4 separate regions of the Mus musculus genome follow, and regions 1, 2 and 4 are each linked to region 3. The links are chromatin contacts, called in public Hi-C maps. All regions are on one chromosome and are shown on one strand. Each heading gives the region's core, a stretch centred on a gene start, on an enhancer-like site or on the middle of the called end of the contact. The rest is flanking DNA. Distances are from core to core; before and after follow the strand shown.

Region 1 (5,785 bases), core at 1,513-4,012, 460 kb after region 3:
ATGCAAAGCCTACAGTTCAGAATCTTCCCGCTGAGTGTTTGCTCCTCCTCTTGGAGTGTGGTCATTTCTACTGGCAAGACAAAAACACTCTAGCTACAGAAGAAACAAAGGACTGTGTTTTGGGTATTATTCTCTGAATAGTTGGCTATCTTTCCAAGTTGGAAGTTGTAGAACTCAGCATTAAAAGAGTTTGGAATCTCTATTGACTAAGCTACAGCCTTGGGAACGGGAAGGGACACAAACCAAATTGTTGCGGACTACAAAAACCATGTTTTCCACAATAAAGAAAGGAAGGAACCACACACAAATACCAGCTTATAATTTCTCTGTGAAATAACAGACATGTTCCACCCTGTCTAGGCAAAAAGATAGCCATAGGTTATCCCTCAAATATAGCCTAGTCTTGGAAGCAAGAAGATAGAATGTTCTATAAATACTTTCTGTTTATGCATGTTAACACTTTTAGTCTATGCATCTAGTCAGTCCGTCACCAGGAAGCCTGGCATTGCTTGTGATTCATTTTACTGGCCAAGTATGCAGATCATCTAGGTAAGTTGGCATATTAATTTCTCATTTTGCAGGGATACTATCCTGGGATCTTCAGTGTGATTGGGTGATTGAGGCAATTTGGGGGTGGGGCTCCAAAAAAGCATCCTGCATTTTCAGGTTGTAATACGGTTTCTACTATTAATGCAGTACATTAATTATTAAAGGTTTATTAACTGTTCAAGTGCCTGTTTAGTTCTTTGTTTGCTTATTATGAATGTGGGTACGCTTGTGCTATGCGGGGGTCAGGGGACAACGTAGGGGAGTCAGTTCTCTTTTTCTACCACCTTTGAGTCCTGAGGATCAAACTCTGGACTTTGGACACGAAGGGCCCTCACCTGCTGATTCATCTGAAGCCCGTAACAGGAGTTTTCCCTTTCCCTTTCGATGCTAAGTAGCAGTTAACATTACTAGACAATATGATCTTCATCAGTTTCAATTTTACCTACTCTAGAAGGCCTGTGAGTTTTCTGATCATTTTTGAGAACTGGAGAATTATTTTAGAAAGGTAAGGGGCTGCAACCCACTAGCACAAAGCCCAAATCATCTTTCCTCTCTTCCTTCCTTCTTCCTCTATTTTAATGCCTCTTAATGTACTGAGACCCAGACACAGCCTCAGGCTTTCTCATTATCTCCCGGTTATTTTCCCTCACGCCCCCATTACATCACTGGGCACCCCCATTCCCATTAACTACCTTTTTTTTAAAATAAACGTTTCCCTGTTTCCAGTAATGATGATGGCTAGGGTCATGTGTTTTCCTGCACGAGCTCTCTCTGAAAGGCTGGGGTGACTTTTACAAATATGTCAGCTAATGTTTGTCCCCACTGTCCTCCTTTCTATGACATTTCAGCATTATAAGGGAAAATGTATGACTTATTTTATGTCTACATTTCTTCTTAGACCCCTAACATGTTCTAAATCTCTGCAGAGTTAGTATTGTTGATCCTTCCAATGTCAGAAGAGCAGATCAGAGACAAAATTTCTTATTGAAAAAAATTAACATTCTGTCTATCTATCTACCCATCCATCTATCTATTCATCCATCCATCCATGCATGTGGGGAGAGCCACACACTCTGCATGTATGTGAGGGTCAGCAGTCTCCTGGAAGCTAGTGCTCTCTTCCAGTTTGTGCCCCAGAGATGGAACTCAGGCTATCACGATTGATGGCAAGCACCTCTACCCACTGACCCACCTCATGGACCCCTCGTGTCTTTTGCTAAACACCTTGCACACCTTTTGCATCTCAGGTGCTTCGTAGCTGTTCTCTCATGCAAGCCTCTGAATGTGACTTCGCTTACTGAAGCTAAAGCTAAGAGAGATTTGGGAGCTCACTACAGGTCTTACAGTCAGAAGGTGGAAGACCTGGCTAGATAACAAACCCAGAGAAGATGCCACAGTGTACACTGTGTTTGTCACACTCTGATGCATCGTGTAAATACCTGCCACAAGGCAGGGATGTTTGCCTTGGTCCAGTAGGCAAGGCTCCTCAATGTGAATATCTTCTCACTGATAAAAGTGATCTCTACAGTTCTTTCATTGCTATAATGCTCTCTCCCCAAAATGTTCAATGGTTCAATCACATGCAGATATATTGTGCAGGCTGCCCTGAGCTCTGGGTGCACCCTGAGGCCCTCACAGTCATAGCTGTGGCTCTTAACATCGTCTGTCACCTTCTGCACATGTCTCCACACTCTTGCCAAGTCTTGCAGGCTACATCTGTGCCACTGGTCACTCTATAGTTCTTCTGTTACCAAACACTCAACGGACCCAATAAAGGGGGATTGAGAAGGCAGAACACTGCCTCACATTGTGCTCAGCTCTGAGTCTGCTTCGTGTCCTCACCACCTCCCCCCTCTCTGCTTTCTCTCTCTGAGCAACACAGAAATAAATATTGGATATTTACTGGAGGGTGGTCAGAGGCAGCCAGGAAGTGAGCAAGCCAGCCCTGAGTTACCCAGCTTGTGTAGGTGTGTCACTCAGATCCAGATGGCTCTGCACTCTTTGGGTCCCTAGTTTGGATTCGTCTCTTTACAGGCATGTGGGGAGAGCGTTAATTGTGTGTTTTACGATTATGAATGGCACAGCCTGGAGACGCTCCCATTCTGATTTCCATTTGCCGCCATACAGCATCAATCTAACTCCCCATTACACATCATTTTTTTTTTTTCATGCACTGCTCATTCAATAGGGACAAAGAAAGGCAAGGACATCGACAGATCAGGCAAATTCTGGTGGAAATGGTGGGGAGCAGGCATGAAGTTATAGGGGAAATGTTAGCTGATTCAAGTGGGAAATTATTGCTCAAAACAAAGTGTCATGGCTCTTGCCTGTAAGCCTAGCATTTGGGAAGCTGAGACAGGGGGGTTATGAGTTTGAGGTCACTGCAGGCTACATAGCAAGTCCAAGGCCAATCTGGACTACAGAATGAGACCCTGTTCCAAAAACAAAAACTTATTGTTTGAAGGCTTAGTATATTGCACCATAATAATGACTCCTGGTCGTGACGTCATCTCTAATGAGGCCTCTGTAGATCAATGTTGGAGCATGGCTTCATGCTCTGCTTGTTCAAGACCCTATAAAGTTCCCATCAGCAGCAGTGGGTCATATGTACTCAATGTTAAATGGACAAAAGTATGCAGGAGAGGCCAGTCCTGTTTGGTAACGGACCTGAGTTCAAGTCCCAGAGTCTGCATTTAAAAAAAAAAAAAAAAAGCATGCCCTTGTATTCCCAGGGCCAGAAAGACAGAGACGTGGAAGGACCCTGAGGCTCACTGACCAGGCTACCTTAGCCTACCTAAAGATTCAAGAACACTAAGATACATCTTATCCAAAAGAAAGTGAATGGATCCTGAGAAATGGTGAGAGGATGTCTTCTGGCCCACACATGTGCATGTATCAGTGCCCACACCTACCCTCCCTCCCCAAGTATGCAAGAACCATGCACTGGCAAATACATATGAAAACAGGCACAAGAAGGAACATGCAGATGTGCTCAGAGTTAAAGCCAGAGGCTATAGTATACCTGCCAATGCTTCTGACTGTGGACAACAAATTTTTGCTCCTCTTATATCATGAACACCTGGAATACCACTTTCAATAAAAATCCAAAAAATGCTGCCTAGGAGAGAAATGACACTTCCCTCCAGTGAGATCCTATGCCCGATGGCTCTGACATAGAGCCAGCTTCCATGACTGTGGGGAGATTACACATGCAGTTCAAACTGAGACCACCAGCTCATCTGTTTTTTTGTTGGACTATTTGGTAGTAATAAGGCCATTGGTAACTCAGGTCCCATAACCCTGTGACCCATCATCAACCGTAGCTTGAATCCTTAAGCAGGAATTTCTATTTTCAAGGTAAGGATTTCTTCAGAGAGTGGGGTACCCAGTTTTTACCAATACCCTTAAGAATCAGAAAGAAGACATATAGCCACTGGCGTCTAGAATAAGCATCATGGAATTTGATAATCACTGAACATCAGTTCTGCTCATTTTCTGTAAAAGATGACCTATATCGGTAGGTCTAGAACAATGTTTCTGGTAGTGGACCTGGCTCCCTTTAAGAGCAGGCTTGTAAAAGATATGCTCAGCCTAGGGATGGAGTAAGGGGTGGCCAAGGAGAGAATTGGCGAATTCAGTTGCTGGAAAGAGTGGCATCACCAGCTGTGTTCTCATTGATTCTGTCCAAACAAGCAGTGGAGTTACCTGGCCTTCCTGTGGAATACTGATGCTGCAGCCCACAGCTCCCACAGACACTACTGCACCAGTTCTTAACTGGTGTTCTTAAAGAGAGCTATTCTGGGGAAGACAAAACCAGAAGTGGACAACATTCTCAATGTGCTTTCTTCTAAATGAATGCTGGAGTAACACTCAAATCGCTCCCTTCCCCAGCAAGCTGGATTTTAGGAACCCCTTTCTCCAGGTTCCCACGACTCTAAGATGTTGCCCAGGGTAGAGAGGTTTCTAGAACATTCTACAGTTGGTTCCTCCCCTCGTTGTTCATGCTGCAGGCCTCTCTTTACAGAGATATCCAGAATCTCCTTTTGTTCCTTTTTATTATACCTCTAGAGAGTATTACACAGCACAGGACCAGACATGAGCAAGGTAGAGATGGATGGATCCAGGAGGAGAACCTTAGGGATATCACAGGCAATATAGGCCCGAGTTGTCTACAAGCCTGGCAAGGTAGGGAAGCCAGTCCCTCTTTTTCCTTCAGTACAAACAGAATAGTGTCTAGGATATAGGCTGAATAGGCCCTTCTATAAGGCCCCAGACGTCACCTCCAATTGAGATGCTAGGAAAGTTCTCAAGAGACACAAAGCAGGGGTTTCTAGAACAAGTTTTACTAACATATCTGATAATAGTAAGAAGAAAGGAAGAAACCGAGAGAAAGAACTGAAGAATGAGGAAAGAAAAGGATTATTCAGGGCTAGTGGTGAATGCCTACAATCCCTGCTACTCTGGTAGACGACGCAGGAGGACCACAAGTTCAAGGTCTGCCTGCCTGCCTTAAACAGAGGGTTTAAAGCAGCTCCAGCCACTTGGTAAGACCTTACTTCTAGATAAAAAAGTTAAAGGGGCTAGGTTTCTGTAGCTAAGTTCCCTAGAATTCCTACGACTGTGTGATCGAGCATGCAAGATGTCTGGGTTTAATGCCTAATACTAAAGGGAGGAAGGGGGAGGAGGAGGGGAACAGAAAGAGGCAGAGACAGAAGAGAGCCAGAGAGACTTAAAAAGCTGGTGATGAACTCAGACTTTCTGATGCTGTGTACGGCATGTTTTAAGATAACTTGCTAAGCTAGTTAACTGTTAACATATGTATGTCTCAATTCAACCTACAAAACTAGAATTTTCTCTGGAACAAAACTGTTGTGCTGTAATCTTTAAAGTGTAAATTCGTGATCTCAGGCACCCAGTGAGTATTAGTTTAAATGCAATAAGGATAAGTGTAGAGTTGTAAATGATAAGAATATGATTTTCGAGATATCTGGGAAAAGAGGTCATTAGCATAAACACTGTGAGCACAAGTTCAGCAATTAGAAAGCAAAATTAGTCACAGTCTTTGGGGAGGCCAGCCCACAATTACCTAAAGACAAAAGCCACCCAGCCCAGCTCCTTAATAGACTTCTTGACAGTTTCAGGTCTTCTACTTCCTATCATAGAACAATGGCAACGTTTCTCTCCCTCAGACCAAGGTTGACTCAAGAGAATTCTCCTCGACTACACTTGCCTACCT
Region 2 (6,354 bases), core at 399-2,898, 310 kb after region 3:
ACAAAACAAAACAAAAGCAACCAAACAGACCAATAAAAACCGACAATATGGAGAGAGGCAAAGGGGAGATGTCCAGTTTCCTGTTTTCCTGTAAATATCGGGGGATGAGCTCTCACTCTGCTGGTACTGCACCATCCCTGGGGGCTGCTCAGGAGGAGCCCCCATGCCCTGGTTTGCAGAGACGACAACCCATCCCTGGCACTATGATTTGGGATGTGTCATAAAGACACACCAGACAGTCGTGGCAATGACTGGGCTAGCTCCCTAAAGACTTCAGCTACTTCTATGCCCAACAATCTAATTATAAACTCAACTATGTGGTCCTATCAATAATCAGAGTTTCTACTGATCAATACCTGTTAAATCAGGGCATTTTGGCTATGCATCTCCACAAATCCCCACAGACACTTTTGTTTCCTTGCTCACTGAGCAGCCCCCTCCCTGCCCTTTGTGAAGAAAAACTGCAAATTTTCTTGAGGGTGAAGGAAAAGAAACAAGGCACACAAGAAGTGAGGGGAAACTGCCTCGGGCCACACAACTGGTTTCCGAAGGAACCAGAAATAGAAGTCCAAGGCACCTGGTCCATTACTCCAGCTGCTAATTATGCTGCGTTCCCGGGACCCCGCCAATTAGCGAGAACAGCTCTCACTCACTGATGCGTGGTTAACTTTACAAGTGGAGTGCTTTCTCACAAAGGAGCAACCAGGCGGCGGCTGTGAGAAAGGGGCTTCCAGCCAGGCTTGTTCTCCCAGACATGATCACTCTGCTTTGCTTTCACACTATAAATATAATAATAATACGAATAATACATGTGTCCTCCTTTCTTGTAGATCTACCTTCATCCAGGCTCTACAGAGCACCTGCCTCAACACTCAGCAGCCTCAGTCAGAGACTAAGAGACGACAATAGTCTTAGTTATGAATGGACGTGGGGATATAACAATAGCCTTAGTTATGACTGGAGCTTGCGTAGGAAATAAAAGCGTTAACCTAGCATGGTGGCTCTTGCTTGTGAGCCCATCACTCAGAAGGCTGAGGCAAGAGGATCAGCCTCAGATACTATCAAGTCCCTGTCTCTGATAATAAGGATTGTGGTAATTGTACGAGTTAAGAGGTTTCTAAAGATGGCTTAGAGGAACCATCAGGAAGGGGTTTTACTAAACCAGTGTTTGCTACCATCATTGGAACCCCAATGGTCCCAGATAAGGGCTCTCAGCCTTTGACCTAGGCTTCCTAGGGTCACAGGTCCTCTACTGTCTCATTCTGGTCCCAAGTGCCCTCATGTATAAAACCAAGAAGGGAAACATTTATCCATGGAGAGCAAACAAAAGTGGCTAATAACTATTGTCTTTGGGCCCTGAATATGACAAGGTGCTCTATAAATCCTTAATGAGCAGGGGCCTCCCAGACCCTGGCTCCAATTAGTCCACTAGATTCACACATCCTGTGCATGGCTGAGGACGAGGCCTCGGCTCCACTGGACTTCCTCTCCAGCCAGCACTTGTGAAGCATTGTGGGCTGGCATGTGGAGTAGGCGGCAGGCTGTCAGGATGGTGTAGAAATAACGACTTGAGAGGAAGCCCAGCCTAATGGCTCTGATTCTCCACCAGGACTTTAGGGAGCCTTGTCTTCCTCCTGTCCCCGAGGCTGAGTCATAGAGCCCCTAAATGACCTCCCTGTGAGTAACTTCCTGCTTCATCCAGAGGGACCATTATACAGAATCCAATCAGCCATCTGGATCGCGTCCTCCTTTCCCAGATGAAGTTGCTCTGGTGGGCAGAGACTCAGAGCCGCCAGAGGTTAAGTATGTGATTGATGTTGGGACCTGGCTTGTGACTTCTTGTCCTGGTCTTTTTCTATTGTGCCACAAAGCCCCAGTGAAGAGCAAGAACAATGATGCTTCAGATCCTAGAGAGACTAGCTTTGGCCATCTGATGGCACATGATGTTGCGTACATTCCAAACACGCCCAAGTTCTCAAAGAGGAGGACACATATAGTAATGGTCCCCAAGCACAGAACAAGACAGAAAGACAAAAACAAAACAACAAAATAAAAAACAAAAACAAACCCCACTTCCTAATTTCACTTCTGCTCTTTCCTGAGACACCATCACACATGACTCCCTGCGTTTATCTTTCTATCAGGACATTAAAAAAATGAGGCATCAAATAGAGGTGCCACAGAAAATTCCCAATGTCGTGCATGCAGGGGACTTGGTCTCGTGCATCCCGGGAATGTATGGGAGAAGACAGAAGCAGGCATCCGAATGAGGAAGAAGAGTTGGGACTTTGTGTCCATTTTAAATATGGACACAAATACTTTTGTAGGCGTCCAATATGGTTTACTCTATTTATAAAGAAAAGAGAGGCAGAGGTATTGTGGTCGACCACAGATCTCCATCTAATCTAAGCTCTTTTATCCACTGGCATTTGTGGATGTCTGCTTGGTACTGGCTATGCTCCTGGGCAAGAGGAAGAACACGACACCCAGCGTGTATTTTTTTTAAGACTTATTTATTTATTATATGTGTGTACACTGTAGCTGTCTTCAGACACTCCAGAAGAGGGCATCAGATTTTTGTTACAGATGGTTGTGAGCCACATGTGGTTGCTGGGATCTGAACTCGGGACCTTTGGAAGAGCAGTTGATGCTCTTAACCACTGAGCCATCTCACCAGCCCCCAGCATGTATTTCTACAGCTATCCCTTCACCCCACAGTGTATGCGTCTGCTCGTCCTTCCGCCCAGGGGTTGAAAATATTTGAAAAAAATTATATGGACTGAACACTGTTTTTTTGTTTTTTGTTTTTGTTATTTTAAATCTTGTCACTATTCCCAAATGGATATCATACCATAACTACTTCCATAGCATTTCTACTGAATTAAGCACTACAAACCTGATAGACATGAGTTAAAGTATTTGGGAACCTGAACATGTTGGCTTCCATCTATAATCCTAGTACTCAAAGGGCTGAGGCAGAAGATTGTTGGCAGTTTGAATCCAGATTAGGATGCACAGTGTAGAGAGTCCCAGGCCAGGCTCAGTTAAACAGTGAAACCCTGCTTCTAGAACTGAAAGAAGTGAAAGTATAGAGACAATCATAATGGGTCATAGGCAAATACTGCATTATTTTATGTAAGGGGTTTACTAACCCAAGGCTCTGGAACTAACTAATCGCCGTGGACAATGAAGGCCAGCTTCCATTGCCAACTCTCAGGTCACTCCATCATCAAAGGAATTCAGGGTAGGAACTCAAAGCAGGAATCTTGCAGCAGGGACTGAAGTAGGAGCCATGGAAGAATGCTGCCTACTAGCTCCCCACTGCCTCCCCACAAACAGGATCACTTTCCCAGGGATAGCACTGCCCATAATGAGCCTGGCTCTTCACCATCCATCACTGATGAAGGAAACGCCTCACAGGCAGGCTACCTTGCAGGCTCGTCTTACAGAGGCATTTACTTTGCTGAAGTTCCCTATTGACAGATGAGTCTAGCTTATGTCCACGTTGACAAAAACCTAGCCAACACAAAGACAACAACAAGATAACCTTGGCCTGGCAGTCAAAGGTTCTCCCTTCTGGCCCTGAACGTGCAAAGCCTTTTAAATTCGAATCTCTAAAATGAGATAGTCATATATTCTGTGCATATATAGGTCAGAGCTGGCATTGCAAATTCAAAACAACTCAATACCATTCTCTTGGATTCATTACAACAACAACAATAAGCAAATAACAACAACAAAAATAAAACAAAATAATAGACATTAAGAGCACAGGATTCAAAGGCATAGTATCTATCAAGTATTTGATGGCTATGTATCTTTAGAAACTTTGTGTCTTTATTCATTTTAGAACTAATACTATGAATAACAATACTTTCCTATAATGCTGCTGAACTAATGCATCAGTAGATACAGAGTGTCTAGTCAGCGTTCAGCCACTGCTCACTATTCTGATGGCTGTTTCTTGTTACTCAGTACACACTACTCTCCTTCCTAATGTAAAACATGAAAATGCTGCTTCTAGTTTTCTCATGTACCAGCTAAAGTTCAAGTTTGCACAATTTTTTTGAAAGATGATGAATATGTTACCAAGGGTATTAAAATATTTTCCTTACATGTTTTACATTTATTTATTTATTTATTTATTTAGTGTGTGAGAGACAGAGACAGAGACAGAGAAAGGCTGTCTGGGGCAGGGGGGGCGGGGGGTGGGTCAGAGGACAAAGTGTAGGCGTTGTTTCTCTTCTTCTACTCTGTGGGTTCCAGAGATAGAACTCAGGCTATCAGACTGGGTGACAAGTGCCTTTACCATCCCCCAAATCTTATCTTCTCAACTGAAATTTTCACATGGTAAGCATGAGCCTAGCCCAAGGCTCTTCATTCTATTTGGGCAGAGTTCAAGATATTCTCTTTGAGTTGTTTGTCCCAGTCATTTCTAGCGGATTCTGTCACCTGCTGATGTATATATAACTCTCTTTATATCATCTCCATCACATGAATCACCCCAAATTGCATCGATTTGTGATGTTACAATGCATACTAGGCAAGCACCCTACCAAGCCACAACCCCAATCCCATCGCAATGTGACCAGGGATCATCTTGACCATTGTCCTGCTATGACATTTAATCTCAGAATATTGATCTGAAAAATCAAATGTTCTCCTATAATAGAACTTAGTGAGGTTAGACACCATGGGGACCAAATTAGGCCCTTCCAAATTAACAAACTATGACCACAGGCAGTGAATAGAGGCACATGTCCTCCATACTTTATTCAGCATTCACAAGCATCTATTTCCTCTTGGAGATGCTTGCACACCCAGCAACTAGAACAATGGCTACTTTTTCTCCACAGCCAGATCTAATGGACTCAATGTGTTTACTCAGCCTGGTCTCCCCTCCCCTTTCACTGTCAGACACCAGGGACTCCAAACTAACATGGTTAACCCAGTGACAGATGCCCAGAGCGCGGAACATGGACCTTTTAATGGATGGCCTCTTTTTAACCCATCAAAAACCTTTTAGTTTCATTTAGCTTAAGAATCATTAGGAGGCCAGCCAATCCTTAACAGAGCCTGGAGAGAAACAGACCATTTGCTCCCCTCCTCCACTAGATTTGATTTCTTGTTGTCTTCTTCCCCTGAGGAGCTGTCTCTAGATGACTTTCTCCTCTCCATGTCAGCTTTTTCTTGCAGAAAGAGTTTAGAAGCTTCAGCAAGGATGAATACTTTCAGGAGGCACTGTGTTTGTGTTTTCCTTTCTCTTCCAGATATAATTACCATCCCCCACTCTCACACCAACCCCCCCCCATCCTCGTTGAGCATGGCTCTAGGGGGATGGGGTCAGTGCCTGCATTGTGAAACATGCACTTTAACTAGACTTCCTCCGTGTGAGCACTATGCCCCAGTGCTATGTGGCACACCAGTTCCTCCCTTAAAAAGACTTTCCTTAGTAGGTAGAATCAGTCACTATTGTGATTCAGGTTGGATTTAGAGTCACCTAGGAGACACAGCTCTTGGCATGCCTGCTAGTTGTTTCTAAGGGAGTTCAACCAAGTTAACCCACCCTGAACGTGGGAGCCACAATTCCTCTGACTGAAGTCCAGGATAATAAAATGGGAAGGAGAAGCCGAGCGAAGTACCAGTGTCGTCTCTTGGGTCTTCCTGAGAGTTAGACATGATGTAACCAGTTAAGGTCTGCTCCGGCTGGCAGGCGCCGGCTGTGAAGCCAAGTAAAGCCGTCCTTCTTCAAGCTGCCTCTGCAGCAGTGGGAAGAGTAACTAATCCTTGGCCGAGAAAAGATAGGGGGTGACTAAGTGTCAACCTCCGGACTTGGTCCCTGTACTGAGGAAGCCGTAAGGGGTTCTAAAGTGTTCATTTCCATGTAGTGTTTGAGTACTTTGGAGGACAGAGTTAGTTTGTGTGGAAAAAGTTGTACTTTTCTATTTGTTTTCGAGGCGAGCATGTCAGTACTCGGGTACTGAGGTGCTTGGTCCAAGGGCGAGGCATCATTTCAACAACCTCACCCCCTTGGTGGAGGTCACCTGACCCTGGGGAAAGCTGAGATGGGAGGCAGAAGATGATGACAACAGTTACCAGTGAATAGCTGCTCACCTTAAAGGTGATCCACCCCATCACCCGTGTGGACTGAAAAGAAAGGCAGCAAGGGAACGAGGGCCCTTTAAGGACCATTATTTAACAGCATCTTGTTTGTATATTCACACCCCTGGTGCTTCAAGAACTGCCCTTCTTGATGACAAGGACAGGTACTTCCTAAACCGGTTGAGCTGATTTTATTTACTTGTTTGTGTATTGGTTTGTCAAGACAGGATTTTTCTGTATAGCCCCATTTGC
Region 3 (6,204 bases), core at 3,225-5,724:
AGAAGTTTGTCTTTATGCTTTTAAAAGTGGAGCTATGACCTAAGGGAAGGAGACGTGGGCCTGTCCTTTTTTCCATTCCCCTTCTTTTTTCCTCTCCTTTCTTCTCTTCCTTCCTTCTTTCCTGCTTCTTCCTTCCTCCCTTTTCCTCCCTCCCTCACTCCTTTCCTTCTTTCCTCTTTCTCCCTCTTCTCCTTCACACTACAACAGAGAAACGTCTCTCCTTTCAAGCCGTGCTATGTTGCTTAGCTTAGCCTCAAACTCAATATCCACCTGCCCTGGCCTCTTGCTTTTTGGGACCAGAAATGCATGTCACCGTGCCTCATTAAAGAAAATATGAAAAGCCCAAACCAGAAAGGGAAATATTAATAATTTTAACAATACTAGTAAAGCTTCTGCCTGATAAAAAAGATATTCAATCCACATGAAAAGACAAGCCACAGACTCTGTGGGTGCGTGTGCTTTCGCTCTGCTGTGGAAGAGTCAATCAGCAGAGAAACGTTCTCCAGAATATATGTGAGAAACTCTACAAAGAAAAAAAAAAAGACTTGGAAACGAATAGTGAAAATATAAGTAGGGAGTAACAGAAGAGGACAACTGAATGGATTGCATGATGAGAAGATTTTCACTGGGCAGTGGTGGCACACGCCTGTAATCCTAGCACTTGGGAGGCAGAGGCAGGTGGATTTCTGAGTTCGAGGCCAGCCTGGTCTACAGAGTGAGTTCCAGGACAGCCAGGGCTACACAGAGAAACCCTGTCTCAAAAAAACCAAAACCCAAAAACCAAAAAAAAAAAAAAAAAACAAAAAAAACAAAAAAAGAAGATTTTCAATCTTATCATAATCCAGAAGAATTCAAATTAAAATAAGATGCCTATTTTACATTTAGCACATTGGCAACTATTGAAAGCTTAGTGAGATTCATTATCTATCTCTCAGTTTCTATCTATCTATCTATCTATCTATCTATCTATCTATCTATCTATCATCTATCTATCATCTAGCTGTCCATTTTTCTATCATTCTGTCTGTCTGTCTGTCTGTCTAGCAATGGTGAGCCTGCCTAGGCCAGAGGACAACTTGCAGGAGTCTGTCCTCTCCTTCCACCATCTGGGTTCCAGTGGCTGAATTCAGGTCATCAGGTTTAGGGACAAGTTCCATTGCCAGCTGGATAATCTGCTGGCCCCCAAATAGAGTGAGGTCTGGTTTCCAGGAAGGGGATCCTGGCCTCTTGGCGCCTCTCTCTCCCTCTCTCTCTCTCCTTCTCTCTCTCCCTCTCTCTCTCAGATGTTCTCTTAGTTTTTGGCTTATACATGTGTATATGAGTGTGTAGCCTGTGTGTACCAGGCCTGTACCTTCAGAGGCCTGAAGAAGATACTGGGTGTCCATTTCTGTCACTGACCCTGGAGCTATGCTGGCAAGAGCTTGGAGTTCTCTCATTGGAGATTACTTCCCCTCGATGTGCAGTCGAACTCACTCTGTATACCTCGATGCTGTCTGGGAAACAGCAAGCTGTCCATAGCCTCACCCAGGAGCAGCTTTGCTGGGTGGATGCACACACAAAAGAGTGTGTAATATACATAAGAATTAGAAATAAAATCCCATCAAGAAGGGTTCTGCCTAGAATCTGCACTTAGGAGGCTGAGACAGGCCTCGTCTCAAAAGAGAAAAAGGGAAAAGAAAGGAAGAAAGAAGGAAGGAACACAGAGAAATGGAGTATGGGGGGTTCGCTATCGCTGGCCTCTTACGCAAGGAAGGGCAAGGCTTCTGGGCTGCGAGATATGGATTCTTCCCTGGGGCCTTCAGAAAGGAGCTGCCTACGTTTTGATTTTAACTCTGTCTCTGTCACATGGTATCTGCTACTATTGTGTATGTGTGTGTGTGCCACGTAGATGCGTATATGTGTACAGGTGCGCATGCAGGAGGTCAGAGGTTAATCTCTGCCATCATTCCTCAGGGACTGACCCTCTTGTTTGTGACATGTGGTTTTTCACTGGTGGACTTTGTTGGCAACTGTACTGACTAGCCAGTGAGCCCCAGGGACCCACCTGTTTTCACCCTCCCTGTGCTGGGCTACTTACTGGTTCTTAGTTTCTGTTGTTGTTTTTAATGTGGGTTCTGGGGCTTGAACTCGGGTCCTCATGTGAAGCAAGTCCTTCATGGGCTGAGCTGTCATCTCCCTAAGGCTTCTCGTACAGTGTTTCTGAGCAAGTTTTACCTAGATATTCTTTGGAGGACTTTTTGTGTTGGATGCTAGATACTATTGTAAATAAAACTGTCCGGGACTTTTGATGTCTTCTTTCTCTCCTCATAAAAAGCTACCTGGAACAATCAATCGCCTTAAGGGTGATTACATGGGGTTTTTGTTTCCACCCCTGTTTGCTTGGTCTGGTTGCTTTAGCCATCGTTACGGGAGCACAGTGAGCAAAGCTGTCTAACTCACGTCATCTGGGAATGAGAGACGGAGAGTGGAAAGAGAAGAGGAGAAGAGAAAAGGAGAAGGTAGGGAGAGTGGGGGAGGGGTTGCAGGGTCTTCTTTGAGGACACTCCGGGTATGTTACAGTCAGACCCATCTCCTAATGTTCCACTCCCATCCACTGGAGCCACATACTGGGAACTAAGTCTTTAGCATTTGTACTTAACTATCCAAACTATACTAGCCTTAGCCTTATGGTACATTCTCCTGCCCCGACATTAAAAGGCCAGTCCCTTGACAGACAGTACCTACCTTTAATCCCAGCACTTGGGAAGCAGAGGCAGGAGGATCTCTATGAGTTCAAGGCTATCCTGGTTTACCAAGCAAGTTCCAGAACACCCTGTCTCAAAAAAACCAAAAACCAAAACCAACCAACCAACCAACCAAACAAACAAACAAAAGCCAGTCCTTAAACTGTCTATATCTGGTCCTCAGCCCTGGAATTTGGTGGGGAAGCACATTTGGGGTCCTACTGAACCTTGTCTGTTGACTGACACTGGAGGGGGAGCCATCAGTGCTGTGGTGTTTTGGGGTACAGTCAAGGGATCAGTGCTGGGGGTGCTTTGGGGTACAGCCAGGAGATCTCTGTTCTTATGTGAGGCTACCTCCTCCCGCACCCAACTCAAGGAGCTGAGTATCCCACCAAAGGTTGCTGCAGAGGTCACAAATGAAATTCTCTTTAGATTTTTATATGTGGCTCTTTCAGCAGGGCCATAGGGATAGCCCTAGCTGTGGTATTAGTTGCCCTGTGGTGTTCGGAGCTCCAGTTTGGATGGGATCTGGTTGTTTCTTCTTGGAAGCCCAGGTCTCTTTGGCAGCCTTTGTGGGCACTCCTCAAGCTGTCTGCCCTGGGCAGCATTTTATATAACACCCAGTGACCAGCCTTTCTCAGAGGTACTTAGCATCCAAGGCAAAGTGGGATACAGCCCAATTCCTAAAGTGTGTGGGGAGGTGTGAGATGTTCTGGATTGTTAAAAAAGTTCAGAATCTCTGCTTAAGCAAAACAACTATTTAGTGTTTGTGGTGTGTCTTTGTGTGTGCTCACATGCGGGTATGTGCATGTTGTATGTATGCGCATTCATGGGGAGGCCAGAGCACAGCCTTGAGAGTCACCCTTACAGATGGCCTCCTCCTCCTCCTTTGAGGCAGGGTCTCTCCCGGGCCTGGGGCTCACTAATTGGGTTCGATGGGTTGTCCATCCATCAAGCTGCAGAGATCTGTCTATTTCTGTTCCGGGTGCTGGGCTTCCTAGTATGCGCCACCAAGACTATCAGTTCCTTTTCCCATTAAATCCAGAAGCAAGTTTATTTGTGCCATAATCTTTTTATTATCATTATTTTTATTCATTCATTTTACATCCCACTCACTGCCAATCCTTCTGGTCACCCCATCTCACAATCCTTCTCCCATCCCTCCTTCGCTTCTCCTCTGAGAGGGTGGAGGCCCCCAATGCCCATCATTTTCATGTGGGTTTGAGGACCAAATCCATACCTTATAGGTGTGCAGAGCATGCAATTTATTGTGCTCTCTCTCCAGTTTCCTTAGCTTGGCTTTTAAAGTCCCTGAAGACATGGCTTCTCTCTCTGCCCTCCCCGTGATTATATAAGGTTCAGGAAAAGCAGAGTGTCTCCTGGCTCACAGGGGATGTGCTTGCCTGTGTCTGAGGCTTATGGGTTATTATTCTATCTTATTTTTTGTTCGTTTGTCTGGGACAGCAACCCAGCACCACAGCTCTACTGCCCCATCCACGTGTATCGCTCTCTCACTTATCGCTTTAAATTAGCCTCAGACACCAGAAGCCACTGCAGAGCCTGGCCAACTTCTGGAAACTGCCATCTATCTGTCTCCCTCTGTCATGTATCCCAGCTGTTTATCTAGGTCCTTGTAGGCTGTGGACCTCTTATGCAAGCATCTTAATCAAGATGATCCCTTTAATAACACACAGCATATTTTCTAATGTGAGGCTATAAAAATGCATTGTTCAGAATGCGGAGGATGTGGTGTTTTGTCCTCGGGTGGCCGGAATGAGTGAAGCATGAAGCTATATCCAGGATGACAGCAGCTGTCACAGTCTAGACTTGGTGTGGTCTGGAGACAGTTCTGTTAGTGAGGCAGTGCAGGGAGGAAGCTGGATCGCGTTCACAGAAAGCAGCAGCCCCGGAGGATGGATAATCTCATAAACGGTCAGCATGAAAGGACAGTGTGGACACCGGGCACTCTTCCTTCCCCAGGGCACATGAGTGGGGTTACAGGATCTATATAAGAAGGAAGGGCATGGTGGGCAGAGTTTGAAATCCCAGTACTGGCATGGATGCCTGGGCCTCACTGGACAGCCAGCCTACAGAACCTGGCAGGCTCTGGGTGAGAGTGAGAGAGTCTGTCTCAAAAAAAAATTAGGTGGACAGTGTGGAACAACACCTGAAGATGACTTCTGGGCTCTACATGCAGGCACACACACATGACAGCACACACACATACATCTATCTACACCCATACCTGCAAGACACGGGGGCAACAGTGAAGTTATAAACAACACTAAGAGTTCGAGGAGTGGTGCCCTGGCCAAGGGTCATCACTACTGCAAGGTTACTTCAGAGGTGACTTGACGTGTTCATACGCTGCAGAGAACTAAGGCAGTCACCGCCTTTCAGGGTCTCCTACAGATAACATCCCGTGGAATTTGAGACTTGGTTGTTATACGCGTTTGCTTGTCATTTGTGACACTTGGAGGGGTGATTTTCGCTCTGGGGACTGCTGATGTATTTCAAAGAGATTTACCTGCTTCTCCTTAGAGAGAGTCTTTGTATTATTTATTAATCAAGCTGAGCTCTGAATTACAATTTTCCTTCCAGTGTGTTTGGCGCAATTCTCACTTTGGCCAGCAGATGGCAGGATAACACAGTGTACTGAGTTAGGATTTGCCTGGAAGGTTGGAGCAGTAGCTCCTCAGTTCTGTGCACTCTCCCCCCAGCCCCCGCCCCCATAAACTGCAATTGTGTGTGTGTGTGTGTGTGTGTGTGGTGTACATGAGTGTGTGTGTGTCTGTGTGTGTGTGTGTCTGTGTGGTGTGTACATGAGTGTGTGTGTGTGTCTGTGTGTGTGTGTGTGTATCTGAGTATGTGTTTGTGTGGTGTGTGTGTGTGTCTGAGTGTGTGTGTGTTTCTGTGTGTCTGTGTGGTGTGTACGTGAGTGTGTCTGTGTGTCTGTGTGGTGTGTACATGAGTGTGTTTCTGTGTGTCTGTGAGTGTGTATGTATGTCTGAGTATGTGTTTGTGTGGTGTGTGTGTGTGTCTGAGTGTGTGTGTATGTGTGGTGTTAAAACCTGAACACCTTCAAGACATCAAACATAGAGGGTGTCCAGGCATTGCTGTTGGAAGCCGTGGCTGGCTGCATGCAGTGCCATTGGGTGGCTGCGCTCTGACTTGGCCTTGACCGTGAAATCTGAAAAGCTCAGCACTTTTTCTGAGCTGGTCTTGTTCCCATTCTTGTCGAGAGAAAGCCTAGTATGTGGACACACAGAAGAGATAAAATCACAAGCTAGGAAGGCATGCCTTGTGGAATGCCAGATACAGAGAAACACATGGAAAAGAAATACGGCAAACTTCACGCTGGTACAGAAACACAGAAGAGCAAGGGTTTCTGGGAAATTCTGATTTGTTTACAGTACTGAAGATTGAACCTAGGGCCTCAAGCATGCTGGTCTATATTCCCAGTCCTCTTTCAAATTGTGTA
Region 4 (6,000 bases), core at 1,603-4,102, 260 kb after region 3:
CCAGAATAAGTGACTCCTTTTCTTGACTGTGAAGTCTAGGCAACCTTCAGCCTACCCAGGTCACCTGCCTCCCACCACCTTCTCACCTGACGTGGCCTTGCACATCTGGGGCATCCTGGTGACCCTGCTGTGCGCCACGAAGGTGCTCTGGGAAGAGGTGCTGTACTGAGAGCCGCTGTCCGAGGAGGTGGAGCTGGTGTGTGACAGACGGCTGTGCTCCTTATGCGAGGCTGTGGAGCGCTGGTACCACTGGCGCAGCTCATCAGACACGGCGGCACGGCCGGAGCCTTTGTCGTGGGCGCCGTCACGCCCCAACGAAGGAGTCCGCAGGATCTGAGACCGAGATGGTGTAAGGCGGCCTGCATCCCCCTCGTCGCCACCCCCGCGCCAGCTCTCTTTGAACAGGCCGCCAGCTGTGTAAGAGTTGGAGGTCTTAAACTGCGCTTTGACGCTGTAGTGGCCCTCCTGGTCGCTCTCCAGGCTGCGTACCACCACGGGTGTGGCACTGCCCTCGATATATAGTGGGTACTCCTTGATGCGGTACTGAGAGCTGGGCTGGCTCTGGCTGTGCAGGTACACGCCACCTCCAGTGCTTGCAGCCCCGCTGCGGGCCGCCAGGTTGGGCATGCTGCCAGAGCTGGCTGAGCCCAGGGCGCCTGCTGCCCGCTGCCTCTGCCGCTGTCGCTGCCGCGCCTTGGACGGCGAGTCCTCAGCCAGCGTTGAGTAGTTGGCGTTCATCTGTGCTGGGTAGTAGTGCTCTGAGCTCGAGTGGCTGGTGCAGGACGAGCAGTCGTCCATGGGGTCTGAGCCATTGCTGCTACGAGTCCTCGGGGTGTAGAAGTCGGGGCTTCCGGTGTCGTTCTCCGAGCCCAGGAGCTTGCCCTGGGACTCCAGGCTGGAGCTTCGATGCCTAAAGTGCAGTGCAAGGCTGTGCAGTCTCGTGGGGCTGATGTCCACTGACCTGTTGGGGAGACAGGATTGGTCTTAGAGTCCTGGATCAAAGGGTCCCACAAAAGCCACAGGCCAGGCTCAGGGCCTCTACCAATGGGAGAGCCCAGCAAGGTTGCCCCTGGAAAGCCAGGTTCTTCCCTAGGTACCAGGTGAGGAAGGGAGCTAAGAATCTCTGGAATCCACGTGGCACCTAGGGAGTGGATGAAATGTGTTGACCAATGTCTGAGGGCTTTTGCTTCTTAAGAAAATGATGCTATTGATAGAGAAGCAAATTCCTATGTTCTAAGCATTACACTAACCCCTTTAAAATAGTGATTGTAGGTAATAAAAAACAAAAAAACAAAAACAAAACTAACAACCAAAAGGTCTAACAGAGGTCCTCTCGTGATTGAACCAAAGACTCCTCTGAAATGAAAGCCAACGTACCTAAATGGCTGTTTCTTGTGAGTATTCTAAAATGGAGGGTTGGTGAAACATGGAACCCCTAAACATGAACGATACACTTATCTACCAGTAGTACCAAGACTTTGCCTCCAATCCATCAATATCAACAAGAGGAAGGTGATAGAACCCAGCAATAGGAGGTCTTATGCAAATTCCTAGCGACTCTTGGCCACATCCAGGCAGAAGTGTACTACATCACCCTCACCAGTGACCTTCTGTGATGCAGCTTTACCTCTTAGAGAAGGGATATGATTCAGGGAAGTCTATTTTTCGGTTCATTTCTTTTGGTTACTATAAATGTACACCTTGAGGCATTAAAGTGGGTCCAGAATAGATTTTAGACCTCATGAGAAAGATATATGAGGAACGGAGGGTAGAGCAAAGGTTAGCCTGGGGTGTCTATGGCTGCTGCACTCTCCCACCTTAACTGGGCTAGTTTTCCTGTTTCCACTCCTACTAGGATCCTTGTTACCTGTCTTCAGAAGGCTGGGGCTCTCTGGCCCCACAAGTCCCTGGATATGGATAGAGTTGACTATATTGAGTGTCCAGGGTAAAGTGGACCTTAGCTCCCCTGTTAACTGGGCTAGATTGGAGCCAATGATGTCTTACTACACCAGGGTCTGGCCCAGAAAGGCAGGTGGCCTAAAGGCCCAGCAGACTCACCTTGTGGAATGAACATAGTGGGGACTCCGGACGCGCAGGTCTGGGGTGGATGGCATGCTAGACTGGGAATTCCAATGTGGGAGGCTTCGGATGGGACTGTTCTGCAAGGAGCTGCTTACTCCTGCCTCGGTACAGCTTCCTGTGCTGGGGAAGCGCTTGTGGCTGCTGCAAGCGAGAAGAGGGAAGCCATGCTGATCACACGAATACCATGTGGCAGCGTTGGTAGGGGCTGACTAGCTTGGGACAGTAGATCTAATTGCAGGGAGAGCTTGCCCGGGACTCCAGCTCTCACTATCCCACCTCCCCCCCTCCACTCCTCGAAGTTAAGCACAGGGTGACTATTCTCTGGAGCCTTCATCCTTAACAAGCATTGTTTTACAAGATACAGTACCTGCTAGGGTACCCTCTGGAGCTAATTAAGGAACATGAGGAAAACAGAAGCGGGCCTAAATGTCTTCCAGATAATCCTCTCTACGACGTTGATATTAACCAAGCAATGAGCTGATAATGTGTGCAGCTTGCATTTCAGCTGCTTGGCTCCAGAACTCTGCGGGAAGATCGTATAGGGTTCTATACCACCCTGAGGATCCTCAGATCCGGCTCTCCTTTGCCATTCTGGAATGCTGCTGGCTACAATTTCCTAATTAATTCCTGTGAAATGTAACAGCATTAAATCCATCTGCCAACAGGTTGACTATGAGCCAAACCCTTTCCTCCCCTCTTCCCCCCTCCCTACCTTCAGATGACAAATCTGTACTTCTGGGGGTTTGCCAGCAGAGGGCTTTGTGCGCAAAGCTGAACTGTGAGTTCCAGGAAGGAAAAGAGTATCCTTTGGCAATATTTGTAGGTTCTAATGTGGGGCAAGCCTTTGATTCTGTTTGAGCATATCCGGGGACCTCATTTGGGTGTCCCAATGTAGCTCACCTGGAATGGCCGTGGGAGGAGCGTTTCTTCACCTTCTCATAAGGCTCATCTAAAGATGACTCGCTCCACATTTTGGGCTTTAAGGGTGACTTGTCATAGTCGGTACGGTGATAGTGCAGCTGCCTGAGTCCCTCCAGGGACTGTGGGGGAGGAGGCCTGTTGTGTGATGAAGGTGGCCGAGGAGGGAGTCCCTTGTGTGGCGACTGTAAGGGGGATATTGTGCTGGTAACCTGAGAGTCTTCTGCATGGACAGGAGGAGGAAGAACTCATCAGAGACATTATTTCCACAAGAGATGGAGCCTTTGCCCAAACACACCATGTCAGTGCCTTGGAGCTACACTTCACATATGTGCCAGGGCTCTGTGACCCTCCCACACTGGGGTCAATCCAGGTCAAGGCAGAGCCCAGACTGCAGGCTTAACTGAATGTGAAGGGCACCGCTGTCACGTCTGGTTAAGTGCGAATAAAGTCTGAGTTGGATTTGGTGTCACCAACAAGTGATTGCTTCATATTAATCAGGCAAATGAAGTATTACGTTCTAACTTTTCCTTTTTAAATTTGGTGCTAAGAAATGAGCCCAGGGCCTCAGACATGCTAAGCGAGTGCTCTATCATGGAGCTATGCCATGACGTATGTTTGGAGAGACACTAAACAGATCTCCTTTGCTCTGGGGGGAGGGGAGTTAACCTTCTTGAGGATTTTATCTGCTCTGTTAATCCCTGTGTCCTCAGGGTTAAAATGACAGCTGGCATTCAGTAGGTACTCAATAAATATTTGTTGGAGGAAAAACCTGAATTGGAAGTATATCTGTGAGGTATGATTAAGTGCTGACAGATCCGCCTTCTACCATCCATGCTTCCCTCACAAGCTTCTTAAATTTCCTATAATCTATCCTGGCATATTTAATCTGTGATGTCGGAGTGGAGCCCAGAGCCTCTTGTGAGGCTCTCCACTGAGCTATAGCCTCAGCTCGGCTCAAGGTGTTTTAGAGGAAGAGGGTCCCAGTCCTTTGGGACCCTGATGGCCCAGGGTTACAGAGGAAGAAGGGTCCAGGGAGCCTCAAACCTGGATACCTCAAAGGTAGGCCAGCAGGGGTTGGCTATCTCCCCAGTCTCAACCTGGAGCCATAAAGCCAGCTCCGGCCACAACAACCCTAGTAAGAATTTATTATCCTGACAGTTATCAGCCTTCACTCCTTGTTTGACCTTATAAGTCCCCCTCCCCCAACACCTGAGTATATAAATGAAGCATCTTCTAACACCCCTGTCCTGGTCACTGGTACAGGCCACACAGACCTCACCCCAGAGACCCTGGCTACCTCCCCAGAGGCATAAGTAGCCACCCCACCCCCATAAACCTCACGGTTCTCTTCCAGAATGTGATCATTGCCAGCACTGCACTCACCTCCACCAGGCTAAGCTTCCCTCCCCCAGTCCAGCTAGTGCACAAGCAATATGCCCTGCCCCTATCCCCCAAGTACCCAGCAGCACAGTCAAAATAGTACCCTACCTCCACCATCTCTGGAGTGCAATTTCGCACATCTGTATGCTGGATGGCTTCCAAAGGAAGCAAACCCATTTAGCCAAAGAAGGCAGATGTCTCATAAGGCACAGTGACTCTTGCCTGTAATTCTAGCCCTTGGTAGACAGAGTCAGGCAGATCGGCAGTTCAAGGCCAACTTCTGTTATACAGTGGGTTTAATACCATACTGAGTTCCTTGGGACCTGGTCCAATCATAAACATCAATCCTCAACCAAGCCCCAGAGGCGCTATCTGGAAGCAATGAACTATGGGGCAGAGAAGGACAGAAACTGAGTAGAAATCTAGAGGTGAGGGGCTAGGTGTAGTAGCAGGTTCTTCTACACAGCGGAGGAGAGGGCAGAGAGACAAGGGGAGGGAGGAGAAATTCGGAGCGTGCCTAGATAGTGTGGGACCTTGAATTCCAGACAGGGAGTTGAGATTTGACCTGAAAGCTACAAGAAAACTTTCTTAACATAAGCATAGATGTGCCAGGGTGAAAATCCTGTTTTAGAACTGTTATTCTTGCAGTTTTGACCCTGGGAAAATCAACAACAGACAGGAGGAGGGTTTAATGAAGAGATTTGGTGGTAGGTGGCTTTGGGAAGAGAGGAAATGCCCAGTGTTCACAGGGAGGGGGAGGAGGGCTAGAGGGAAATTTCACCACCAACCACTCATGGAATCCTACATCCATTTTCAACTTTTCGGATTTTCATAGCTTAATTCTCAGTCACCAAAATTCAAAGGTCAGATATATATGTTCTGGTCTATGCCTGCTACTCCTTCAAATCAGACAGGAGGAGTCTCTAGGAGGTGAGAGGAGAACCGCAAGTAGGAACACAGGACATTGGAGGAGGCACTCCTAGCTCTCAGGAGGTCGGAGGCCCAGGACGTTGGGCAAAACTGTTATCATGATGTCTCAAAACTAGCTAATGACTACATATAACCCTGGGAACTCCTAGTACAAGGGGACACCACTAGCTTGTTCCTTCCTTGGCAGACCAGGGTGACATTGATCAATGCTAGGCCAGGGAGGGCCTCATATTCCAAACAGGCCTCTGTGTTCTCATGGAACACCACGGCCTCCCCACCCACTTAATGCAGCAGACAGTCAAACTCAACAATCTGATTTCTAATAGCAAGGGCAAGACAACTGGGTAGCTATTCCCTAGGTTTTCCCACATCAAGAGCAATTATTATTATTACGGCAATTATCATTATTACTGTGACTTGGGTAGGCCTTTCATGTTTTCTGTCTGAATAGCCACTTACCACTGGGTGCCTGAGGTTTTCCTAGAGGGCAAAAATAATTAACTACCAGGTAATAGATTTCCATATAATTAGTGTTCTCCTTGTCCAATGTATTGGTTTAGCAACCATAGGGAGAGCTTCAGAAATGTCTAAGTCTCGACCGCCTGCTTCTGTAGGGGTGGGAGGGGCTTCCAACTCCTTTTCTAAGACCGACCAAGAAAATATCCCTTGGCAGTTGCCAGGTTTGAG

Evidence for each region. A called contact is a pair of places that touch in the nucleus more often than the background predicts.
Region 1: a contact with region 3 is called in a Hi-C map of the N1E-115 cell line, with 11 times the contacts expected there. The contact joins two enhancer-like sites. A contact is called at or near these places in 1 of 39 promoter capture datasets (hippocampal neurons), 1 of 15 datasets of contacts at CTCF or cohesin (embryonic stem cells), 1 of 484 Hi-C or Micro-C datasets (the N1E-115 cell line) and 7 of 115 datasets of contacts at active chromatin or transcription factors (the NIH/3T3 cell line, astrocytes, embryonic forebrain and 4 more).
Region 2: a contact with region 3 is called in a Hi-C map of the N1E-115 cell line, with 9 times the contacts expected there. The contact joins two enhancer-like sites. A contact is called at or near these places in 6 of 39 promoter capture datasets (the 3T3-L1 cell line, the C10 cell line, the HPC-7 cell line and 3 more), 1 of 15 datasets of contacts at CTCF or cohesin (the NIH/3T3 cell line), 5 of 484 Hi-C or Micro-C datasets (CD8 T cells, the G1E-ER4 cell line, the N1E-115 cell line and 2 more), 16 of 115 datasets of contacts at active chromatin or transcription factors (the 230-238 cell line, T-cell acute lymphoblastic leukemia, acute myeloid leukemia and 9 more) and 2 of 9 other capture datasets (embryonic stem cells and pancreatic islet).
Region 4: a Hi-C map of the N1E-115 cell line shows a contact between it and region 3, with 6 times the contacts expected there. The contact joins two enhancer-like sites. A contact is called at or near these places in 7 of 39 promoter capture datasets (HPC-7-derived erythroid cells, embryonic stem cells, hippocampal neurons and 3 more), 2 of 15 datasets of contacts at CTCF or cohesin (the G1E-ER4 cell line and large pre-B cells), 35 of 484 Hi-C or Micro-C datasets (the AML12 cell line, the AtT-20 cell line, B cells and 20 more), 4 of 115 datasets of contacts at active chromatin or transcription factors (T-cell acute lymphoblastic leukemia, embryonic stem cells and stem cell-derived neural progenitor cells) and 1 of 9 other capture datasets (embryonic stem cells).

The regions. Positions count from the first base shown.
Region 1 is chr2:4,403,833-4,409,617 of GRCm38.p6, reverse strand. The region is part of intron 1 of Frmd4a (FERM domain containing 4A); the gene reads right to left. Among named protein-coding and RNA genes, the nearest start is that of Gm23691, 26 kb to the right of the region's middle. Within about 2 kb of position 2,762, at least 51 of the 459 cell types and tissues checked have an H3K27ac peak or open chromatin away from gene starts, as enhancers often do. A contact at or near this core is called in the N1E-115 cell line, where this site is marked.
Region 2 is chr2:4,550,650-4,557,003 of GRCm38.p6, reverse strand. All of the region lies in intron 11 of Frmd4a (FERM domain containing 4A), which reads right to left. Among named protein-coding and RNA genes, the nearest start is that of Gm39751, 40 kb to the right of the region's middle. RefSeq lists an enhancer at 1-860. Within about 2 kb of position 1,648, at least 88 of the 459 cell types and tissues checked have an H3K27ac peak or open chromatin away from gene starts, as enhancers often do. A contact at or near this core is called in the N1E-115 cell line, where this site is marked.
Region 3 is chr2:4,863,856-4,870,059 of GRCm38.p6, reverse strand. No RefSeq gene overlaps it. Among named protein-coding and RNA genes, the nearest start is that of Sephs1, 15 kb to the left of the region's middle. Within about 2 kb of position 4,474, at least 14 of the 459 cell types and tissues checked have an H3K27ac peak or open chromatin away from gene starts, as enhancers often do. A contact at or near this core is called in the N1E-115 cell line, where this site is marked.
Region 4 is chr2:4,598,338-4,604,337 of GRCm38.p6, reverse strand. It overlaps Frmd4a (FERM domain containing 4A), which reads right to left. Exons shown (of 23, transcript NM_172475.3): 19 at 2,983-3,223; 20 at 2,059-2,223; 21 at 87-961. Among named protein-coding and RNA genes, the nearest start is that of Gm13179, 6.8 kb to the right of the region's middle. Within about 2 kb of position 2,852, at least 22 of the 459 cell types and tissues checked have an H3K27ac peak or open chromatin away from gene starts, as enhancers often do. A contact at or near this core is called in the N1E-115 cell line, where this site is marked.